Regions from separate parts of the Mus musculus genome. Here region 1 is linked to region 2. The links are chromatin contacts, called in public HiCAR-type maps. All regions are on one chromosome and are shown on one strand. Each heading gives the region's core, a stretch centred on a gene start, on an enhancer-like site or on the middle of the called end of the contact. The rest is flanking DNA. Distances are from core to core; before and after follow the strand shown. Region 1 overlaps Gfm1 (G elongation factor, mitochondrial 1). Region 2 holds the start of Ssr3 (signal sequence receptor, gamma).

Region 1 (4,657 bases), core at 1,583-4,082, 2.1 Mb after region 2:
TGCCCACATGTACATGACGACATAGTACACGCATGCACGGACACAAATGAGCACTTGAAAAGTAAGGGCTGGGCAAGGTAGCCGTTAGTCCTGGACCTCAGGAGGGAGAGGCTGGATGGGTTTTCTGAGTTCAAGGCCAGACTGGAGTCCAATAATGAGTTCCAAACAGAGTTACACCGAGAAGCCCCATCTCAGAGAATAATGTATTAATTAAATTTAAAACATGGAGGCCAGCTCAGTACAGATTAAAGAGTCTCCCAAGATCAAATGCAACTATGTGGTCAACTGTAAACAAGCGATACGAGATTGTCATCGTGTGTTAAAAGCCCCGACAACAGGTTTTATGTTATTTCACTGAGCTTGTGTACAAATAGGAAACTTTGTAAATTTTAGCAGATAGAGCAGTTGGTACTAAGTATAAATTAATGAGTCAAAATTAGAATTCACTTCTATAAGATATGTAAAGGTTGTTTGTGTTATTAGAATATCACATCTGATTCTTAACAGTTATTAAAATAATTTAAACTTTGCTGTTCAGTTATTTACTATATTTTATTGAATGTGAATGTGAATTTTACTATGGTATTTTTTTCTTTCATTTTAGAGAATGGAGAGAGAATATGGCTGCCCTTGTATCACAGGAAAACCCAAAGTAGCCTTTAGAGAGACCATTGTTGCCCCAGTGCCGTAAGTATACAATGCAATTAGACTCCGTGAGGCTGAAGTGAAGTTTTATTAGGGGATAGACATAGTACCATTACTGTTGGAAAGACATTTTTAGGTAGTACTATTCTTTATTATGGAATCTATGCAGCTCGGTACTGTAGCCAAGACATAAAGAGTGACACTGGTATTCCTTTGGCCCGTTAGGCTAGATGCCAGTGAGGCCAGTCACACACGTGGTTAGCGAGCATGCTGACGGTTGTCTACGGGTTAGCGTCTTGTTCACTCCGCCTGCCCTTCCTTTGGGAGGCGGCTGTTGTGTTTTACTTTTGTGCCGTACTGTGGATGCCACAGGACTTGCATTTGCCAGGGAATAATCTCCTGCAAGTAAAGAAAGCTAATGTCATTGTGAGACTAGAAAATATAATTGGGTTTCTATTGTCTTGATGCTACTATTTAAAATGTCTTCAGCAGAAATAGCATCAGGCAAATCCAGTCGCTACAAGGATGATACACTTCGACTTGGTGCCTGTCTTAACTGTCAGTAACTTTTACTTAGTTTCAAAAGGAGTAAAGGGACTGTGTGGCTACAAAGCAATTCTTGATTTTCAGAGTGGCATCAAATAAAGAAAAGTTGTATATGTTACCTGCGATGCAATGTCGTGGAGTAGAATGGTGTAATCTAACTCAATGAAGTCATCGTTTCTTTGCTACAACAACAACAACAACAACAAAATGCTTAGACAACATCATGGCAAAAATGACATCTTAATTTCTTTTTTGCATTAATGTTGATTTATTCACTTCAGGTTAGCCTGGCAGAAAACTAGTTTCTTAAAATAATAACAATTCTTCTTTCAAATATTCTTTCAAGCCATTTTTTAAAAATCATTACTTGGCATTTGTTACTCTAAAAAATCGCTTCTCTGATTTTTCACCTTCCAATTTGTGGCAGCTATTTAAAAGCATTACTGTATGTAGCTTTTTATTTATGAACCCTAGTGTCAGTAATGGCAATGGGAACTCATATTAAAAGAAACCAATTATATAACATTCTTTAGAAAACTGACAATAATAAAATGTAATGACTAAGCTATCTGATTTTACAGTTAAAGCTTTGTTCCGTACTGATTGTTACTCAGGAATAAAAAGCAATTATGCAGTGAGCTACATAGAACCACTGCATCTATGTAGCTGTAGACATCATGAGAAGTGTGCTGTGCCCCATGAGGTTGCGGCTTCTGAAGGCTTCTTGCTGTGCTGAGACTCCAGTGGGCAGCACACGCTCCTGGGGCTCCTCCAGCTCGCACTGTTTGTTATACATGCAGCCCACAGCTACCACTCCCTACTGAAGTAAGTTTTCCTTTGAGTGTGGAAGCAAAGAGTTCCCTAACGTCATTGTTGACATGGATGGCATCCTCCATGTTGGATTTTAATAGGTACAGACGTATGACATGCATGAACTAAGCAGTACTTAAGCCTGCTGCCGGGGCTCTCGGGGATACCGCTCAAATACAGAGAAGATGGATAGGTTTATTTTTGTGAGCGTAAAACCGCTGGCTTGTATGTTGGTGGATGTAGCTTGAAGATTCTTGACTGTGGTTGTATGGCCTGTACCTGGCCTGGATTGGTAGTTCAGGGCCTTTAAAGGAATGCCGTGGCCAAGGTTGGTTGGTATCTGTGAATGCACCTGAAAAGCAGACTCTATTTCGTAAGCTTTGGCCTCTGTCTCCGAGAGCTGTCACCGGCTGTGTCTAGTAAGTGGTGACAGAGGCCCTGAAGACAGTGATGCTGTGCTGTTGGTTGCCTGAAAGCTGAAAGAGGGCAGCAGGAAGCCCTTTTCTCTCAGAATTGACAGAAACAACCTTTTTGCTTCCCAGTACTCATTCTTGTTTTCCATTAGATACTAGTTGGATTTCCTCTTTAACCTCAAAAGGTATAAACTAAAGAACATGTTCCTATGCATTTCTGCCCTAGGAAAATGCATTTCTCCATGACCATGGTGTCAGGCTTAAGAAATCATACGGCTCCTAACAAAATGTGAGGTCATAAACTGTGACTAAAAGGATTAGAGAAAAGAATCCCGAATGAGCCAAGGAACAACTCAAACTGCTCCAAGTTTACAGACAGAGACCACAGTGCCACAATTCTCTCTAGGGGGAAATGCCAGTCTTGTCTCTGGGTAGCCATGGAACTAGCATTCAGTAAAGAAAAATGCAGTTAGCTCTGCAGTACTTGACAATAGCGTTCAGATTCACTAGTGAGGTTGCTAAAGGAGCTACTCTTTAAGACCAAAGGAAAAAATATATATCATATATCATATATATATTACATATATATATTTAAAAAACATTAAAAAGTGTCAGATTTGGACTCACAACTTGATAGTTTTGGAAGTGCGGCTTTACTTGTGAGTGCTATAAAAAGTGGCCCTCAGGACCTGTGGAAACCAAATTAGGGACAGGGTGATTCCTTGAAAGTGTACAGTGTATCTGAGTGTTTGTTGTATACGTACTAACAAAGCTACAACCCTTTTGCTCTGGAACGGATCTGAACAAAGCATCACAGATAACAAAATCTGAATTTCTTGGCATGAAAGACAAACCGTAAGCCTGTGAAAATGCAGTCTAGAACTACTCATTATTAGAAGGTGCTTCATAGAAAACCCTTAGTCTTGCTCACACTCACTTCCCATATCGGGTGACCCCGGAAAGCACACTAACCAGAGGCAGCTGTTGGGAAGGCAGGTATTATGAACAGAGGCCTCGTCTGGGTTCTCTCTAACAAGCCACCTGACCTTCAGGACCAGTGTTGTTGCTCTCCGTGCTTCCTCTAAGCTGACTGACTAGCAGTGCCTTCAGACTGCCAGCCTCACTGGTTTCAATACAAGACAGCAATAGGAACACTATCCAACTCCAAACTCCAGTGCCTTGTCTGTATTACTGTTAATAGCACACTGTGTAGAGACTACGTACCACTTGCTTGACCGTCTGAATTTTTAACATTTTATACCATGTGTCTTCAGTCGAATTCTGCCACATTACATAACCGCAGGCGACCCAGGCTAAGTGCTGGACTGGCTTCATTTGTGGAGACACATTTCCAAAATTGTCTGGTAGAGAAAACATTTTAGATTAAAAATTAAGTCATAGTTATGCTATCTAACATGGGTAAACACTAAATTAAGCCATGAATGTATAAAATTCCAAAAAGCCTCTTTTGATTGCTGGCTTAGATTCGAAGTAAGTATTTTTGCAAAAGTCTAGTTATTTCCAACCTAGATACCATGAAACAGTTTTGAGGATGGACAGCAGAGGTGCATCTCAAGTTGGCAGAACATCATTTCCCATGCGCTATGTGTGTACCTGGGATGTCCTGTGCTTCCAGCGGTCTCTTCAGAGACATGAGGCTTTGATAAAATGTGTTATCTTCCTCATCTGGGTTCTTGCCGATTTCTCCTTCGAATGTGAAGTTGACTTCTGGTGCAGAGCCTTGTCCCATTTGGGGGTAAAGAACTTCAGCTGTGCAGTTCACTGTAACTTGCTGTTGAGAGCATTTTTTACAAAAGTAACACAAAAGATCAGTCTTACAGATGGCCATTCATTGTTGTAAGTTTCTAGGTTCCAGAATCTTAGGAATGTTAGCCCTGTCTGTTAGTGGGGTGGTGGTTTACAATGTCAAATTTTAGCCTGACTGCCTACCAAAGGAGGGCTACCAAAGCTTGTTCCATACCCCCTCCCTCTGCTTGTGAAGCCACTGTTTCTCCCAAATGTGGCCCGAGCAGTCTCTCCTAATATAAAGTAAGGGTTGCAGCCTGCTATGGAGATGGCTGTCTAGTAGCTCAGTGCCTTTCAGGGGATTTCCTCTTGTTATCTCCTCGGGGAGAGGAAAACTTCCCACGGCTTCAAGATGGCTGTGGCGCCAACTACAGTTCCCTTCTTTTACATTTATTTCATTGATAATTTGACATGCATTCAAAATTTTCAAACTTTCC
Region 2 (4,525 bases), core at 1,839-4,338:
CTTGAAATAACAGACATATAATAGAAAGCAAGAAGGCTAAGTCTAAATCTGAAGGCTTAGGCTAAACTCACAGGAAGGAGGCAGATGACTTTAAATCTAAGGACCAGAAAGGATTTTTGGTGTTACTGTATTAGAAAAAAGAAGGACATGATGTATTGAGATAGTTAGCAAAATAAAAATGACAGATAAAGAGCAATATATTACTTCTCAGACATTTGGCTAAGATATGTGATCTTTAAAAATGATGATGGTGGTGGCACACGCCTTTAATCCCAGCACTCCGGAGGTACAGACAGGCGGATTTCTGAGTTCGAGGCCAGCCTGGTGTTCAAAGTGAGTTCCAGGACAGCCAGGACTACACAGAGAGAAACCCTGTCTTGGAAAAAAAAAAAAAAAGATGATGGTGATGTATTTTGCCTGTTTGTATATCTGTACACTACAGGCATGCCTGGTACCCAAGACCAGGAGGCATAAGATCCCCTAAAACTAGAGTTACAGACAGTTGTGAGCTACCATGTGGGTGCTGAGAATTGAAACTGAGTCCTCTGGAAGAGCATCGAGTAGCTTAACCAATGAGCCACCACTCCAGCCCCTCACGAGCATGTGTGATTTTTTATCCCATAAAATATAAACAATGCAAGGAAAAGTATCATCAAATAGCTTTAAGCAATGTGTGTCAGAGTACACTCTAAATTTTGTTTCAAGAGACCAGATGCAGACTGCTATATCAATCTAAACAAAACTAGTTTCTAGTCAAGTGTGGATACTGTGAGAAATTTTAAAACAGTAAATAGATGACAAATTTAAGATCGGAATACCTACTGCCTTTAAAAAATTACTTTAGAAGCTCAAGAGAAGGCTCAATAGTTAAGAGTACACATTGCTCTTGCAGAAGAGCTGAGTTCAGTTCCCAGCACCTCTATCAGGTGGCTCAGAACTATGTGCAATTCCAGTTCCAGAAATCTATCACTATCTTCTGGCCCCTCAGGCAAGAGACACACCAAACCACAGACACAAACACACAAGCGCAGTTCAAAAGTAAAAGAGTTAATTATTTTTAAAAAAAATAATAATACTTCAAAGAAAAACCTAAAAGGCCCTATTGAACAAATAAGGGAATAGCCTGCTACACCCTCCTGTTTTATTTTTAGGAAAGCAGAGTACACAAGTGCTTAAAACATAAAAATTTACTGAGGTAAAACTTAGGTTTTCCAGGCTGGAGATATGGCTTAGTGGTTAAAGAACACTAACTGCTCTTCTAGAGGTCCTGAGTTCCATTCCCAGCCACCAAATGGTGGCTCATAGAATATATGTAATGGGATCCAATGCTATCTTCTAGTGTGTCTGAAAACAGCTATAGTATACTCATATAAAAATTTTTTAAAAAGAAAGAACTTTGTGTAAAAAAAAAAAAAAACTTGGGTTTTCTTCTCCTAAAGCTAGTAAAATAATTCGTCTTATACGTGATCTTGAAATTCAAGAAATAGGGTTGTCTTCTACAGTGAATAGACTTACAAGATTAAAAAAAAAAAAAAAAAAAGTAACTGGCATTGAAAATGTCAGAGAATTTTTAATTTTTTGCTTCCAAAATTAGTAAATGGGCAGCCTAAAATAATTTCTAGAAAGAAATCCACTGAGTTTCGGAAACATTCATTGATTTAATAGACTTGTTTTTCTGACCAAACCATCAATTGAAGACTGGGAATGAATATTCAAACTCCACCCTCAAAACCTATTTCCACAGAAGTGTCATATGGTTCACGATTAACTACATACACATTTCAAACTAATGCTTATAAATCATGTTTAAGACCCCCTAACATAAAATATGCAGACTGGGGTTGGGTTTAGGGTACTTACTTGTGCTTCAGAACAAATTTTACATTCTTGTACGCGAAGGCTACTAAGTAAGTGCTTACTAAGGTCATCACACTGTAGAGCACAGCAGACTGGATGAGATCCATATGCCATATTCTCCAATACAACCCTGAGATAAGACAAAAGCAAGGGACACACAACATCACTGCCCCATTGCACATGCCAGACTACAGCTAAGCCAGGTAAATGAGAGTCAGTAAATCCCACCCAGTATCCGAAAAACTTCACTAGAGGTGAGATAGACAATAAACTGGGTTTGTCCCAGTTCAGGGCTTTCCCAGTACAGAAAGGTAGGCTGTGGGGATATTGCTAGTCTAGAAATTTCATCTTCTAACTTGAGAACAAACTGGGAGTGGGGATTACAAATAATAACAATTTCACTCATGGAATACTAGGAAGTTAAAACACGGGCCATTTTAAATCAACCGCTGTCCCAAAACTTTGGTTAACTTGCTGACGTGGCTGCTCACTGAAATCCAAACAATGCTTTGTCGGGCCAGTGAACCCAGGGGGCTCCACACCACATTCACTGCAAGCTGAGCTTTTTACAAGGCCAAAATAACAAAGAACTTTTTTTGGACATGATTGGCCTGCAGCACTGCGGCAGTGCGGGTCAGGAGACAGGAAACTCGGAAAACCTGGACTTGGAGACAGTTTTGGCCTTCAAGTGGGCAGTTTCTCATTCAATCGAGAAGGCTCGAGCTGCTCTCTAGGAGTTATTGAAATCCTAAACAAGGCTGATCGCGGACCTCGGGCAAGGCCTAACTTGGCATTCTGCACGTCCAAAGGATGCTCGGGAGTAAGGGGAGGTTTGCCACGGGTCACGCTGCTAATTCAGTGAAGGTTTATCAGTGGCTCCCCCGCCCGGTTCATTAAAGACATCCTAGTGTCCAACAGTGGTGAGGAGAAGGGCAGTGTACCAAAAAGAGATTCCGGGCCAGAACCCGCGCCCGGCTCAGAAGCACGCCGCGAGTGACTTCCCGAGGACGCTGCTCCGGACACTAGGCCTCCCCGCCGCGCCCGCCACGTCCCCGCCGCCACCGCCGCCCGCCCGAAGCTCACAGATGGGGATGGCAGACACGATGAACGCGTTCCCGAAGAACAGCGCCGACGATTTGGCCGACAGGTTGCGGCTGAAATCCTGAAGGAGCAGGTCCTCCTCGGACTGCTGCTTGGAGCCGCCTTTGGGAGCCATGGCCGAGCTGAAGACTGGAGGCCGGGAGCAGGGAGGCAGGGAAGGTTCAGAAGGCCGCGTATCCGCCCGCGACCCGTCAGCGCAACGCGGAGGCGGGACTCCGCAGGGTACGCTGCTTCGGGATTGGCCATCTTGCCGTCGTTTCACAAGCGTCGAGGTACGATTGGGCATGCGAACAAGACTTCCGCATCCTTCAGGGTACGTGGCGCCTCAATGCCACAAAGAATGAAGGGATTTGTAGTTTAGTGTGTAGTTTAGAGCTGCTCTCTAACTCGCCTGCCTCAGTCTCCAGAGACAGGCTTGGATAATCGAAATGAGCAACCATACAAGCAGTACTGTTTTAACTAACTAACCAGCTAGCTAACGAACTAACTAACGTTATTGGTATTTCATTCCACATGTGCACTTTATATTTCTTTTTAAATTTATTACATTGATTGAACAATTGGCTCATTGGTTGATTGATGATTAGTTGATTGATTGATTGGTTGGAGGGCCGTGCCACAACGTTGTCAGAACACAACTTGAGGAAGTTAGTTGTCTACTTTTACTTTCTGGGTCCCAGAGATTGAACCAAATTGTCACGTTTGTGTCTTTACCCTCTGAGCCATCTGCATGGTTTAATTTATTATTATTATTATTATTATTATTATTATTATTATTATTACTATTACATCATTTTAATCAACAAAGCCTCTTAGCCTCTAAAAGACTCTCTCATTACAGTCTTTAGAATTGGAAAATAAAAAAACTCTTGTGGAGTTTTACTCCTGGCCCAGACCCGCGGCGGAAGCGAGCCATGGCTGTCTATCACGGGATGCTGCGCTTCGGGAGGCTGTGTATCGCGAGCCTGGGGGCGCGGGGCCCCCGGACGCTGCTCACTCGCCCTCGGCCGAACTCGAAGTTGCAGAGTGTCCGCGCTCTCAGTTCTGGAATGGTGAACTGCACCAACCCCTTGCCCATTGGAGGCCTCAGCTACATTCAGGGCCACACCGACTCCCATCTTGTGAACACAACTGTGGGCGAGTGCCTTGACGCCACAGCGCAGAGGTTCCCCGACAGAGAGGCTTTGGTTATCCTCCATGAAAACATCAGGCTGAACTTTGCGCAGCTCAAGGAGGAGGTGGACAAAGCTGCTTCTGGTCTTCTGAGCATTGGCCTCCGCAAGGGTGACCGGCTGGGCATGCAGGGACCCAACTCCTATGCCTGGGTACTTATTCAGCTGGCTACTGCCCAGGCAGGCATCATCCTGGTGTCTGTGAACCCAGCCTACCAGTCCTCAGAACTGGAATATGTCCTCAGAAAGGTAGGCTGCAAAGGTATTGTGTTTCCCAAACAATTCAAGACCCAGCAGTACTACGACATCCTGAAGCAGGTCTGTCCTGAGCTGGAAAAGGCTCAGCCAGGGGCCTTGAAGAGTGAGAGACTCCCAGACCTGACTACAGTCATCTC

Evidence for each region. HiCAR-type assays count read pairs that join an accessible place to other places.
Region 1: a HiCAR-type map of astrocytes shows a contact between it and region 2, with 4 times the contacts expected there. The contact joins the enhancer-like site here to the promoter of Ssr3 in region 2. A contact is called at or near these places in 5 of 39 promoter capture datasets (hematopoietic stem and progenitor cells, hippocampal neurons, liver and 1 more) and 1 of 115 datasets of contacts at active chromatin or transcription factors (astrocytes).

Annotation. Positions count from the first base shown.
Region 1 is chr3:67,457,284-67,461,940 of GRCm38.p6, forward strand. Gfm1 (G elongation factor, mitochondrial 1) reads left to right here. Exons shown (of 18, transcript NM_138591.2): 13 at 605-687. It overlaps Lxn (latexin), which reads right to left. Exons shown (of 6, transcript NM_016753.4): 3 at 4,029-4,206; 4 at 3,639-3,775; 5 at 1,311-1,373; 6 at 716-1,044. The coding sequence ends at 946. Among named protein-coding and RNA genes, the nearest start is that of Lxn, 4.3 kb to the right of the region's middle. Within about 2 kb of position 2,833, at least 13 of the 459 cell types and tissues checked have an H3K27ac peak or open chromatin away from gene starts, as enhancers often do. A contact at or near this core is called in astrocytes, where this site is marked.
Region 2 is chr3:65,389,465-65,393,989 of GRCm38.p6, forward strand. Ssr3 (signal sequence receptor, gamma) reads right to left here and starts at 3,089. Exons shown (of 5, transcript NM_026155.3): 1 at 2,941-3,089; 2 at 1,861-1,987. The coding sequence starts at 3,073. It also overlaps the pseudogene Gm5540.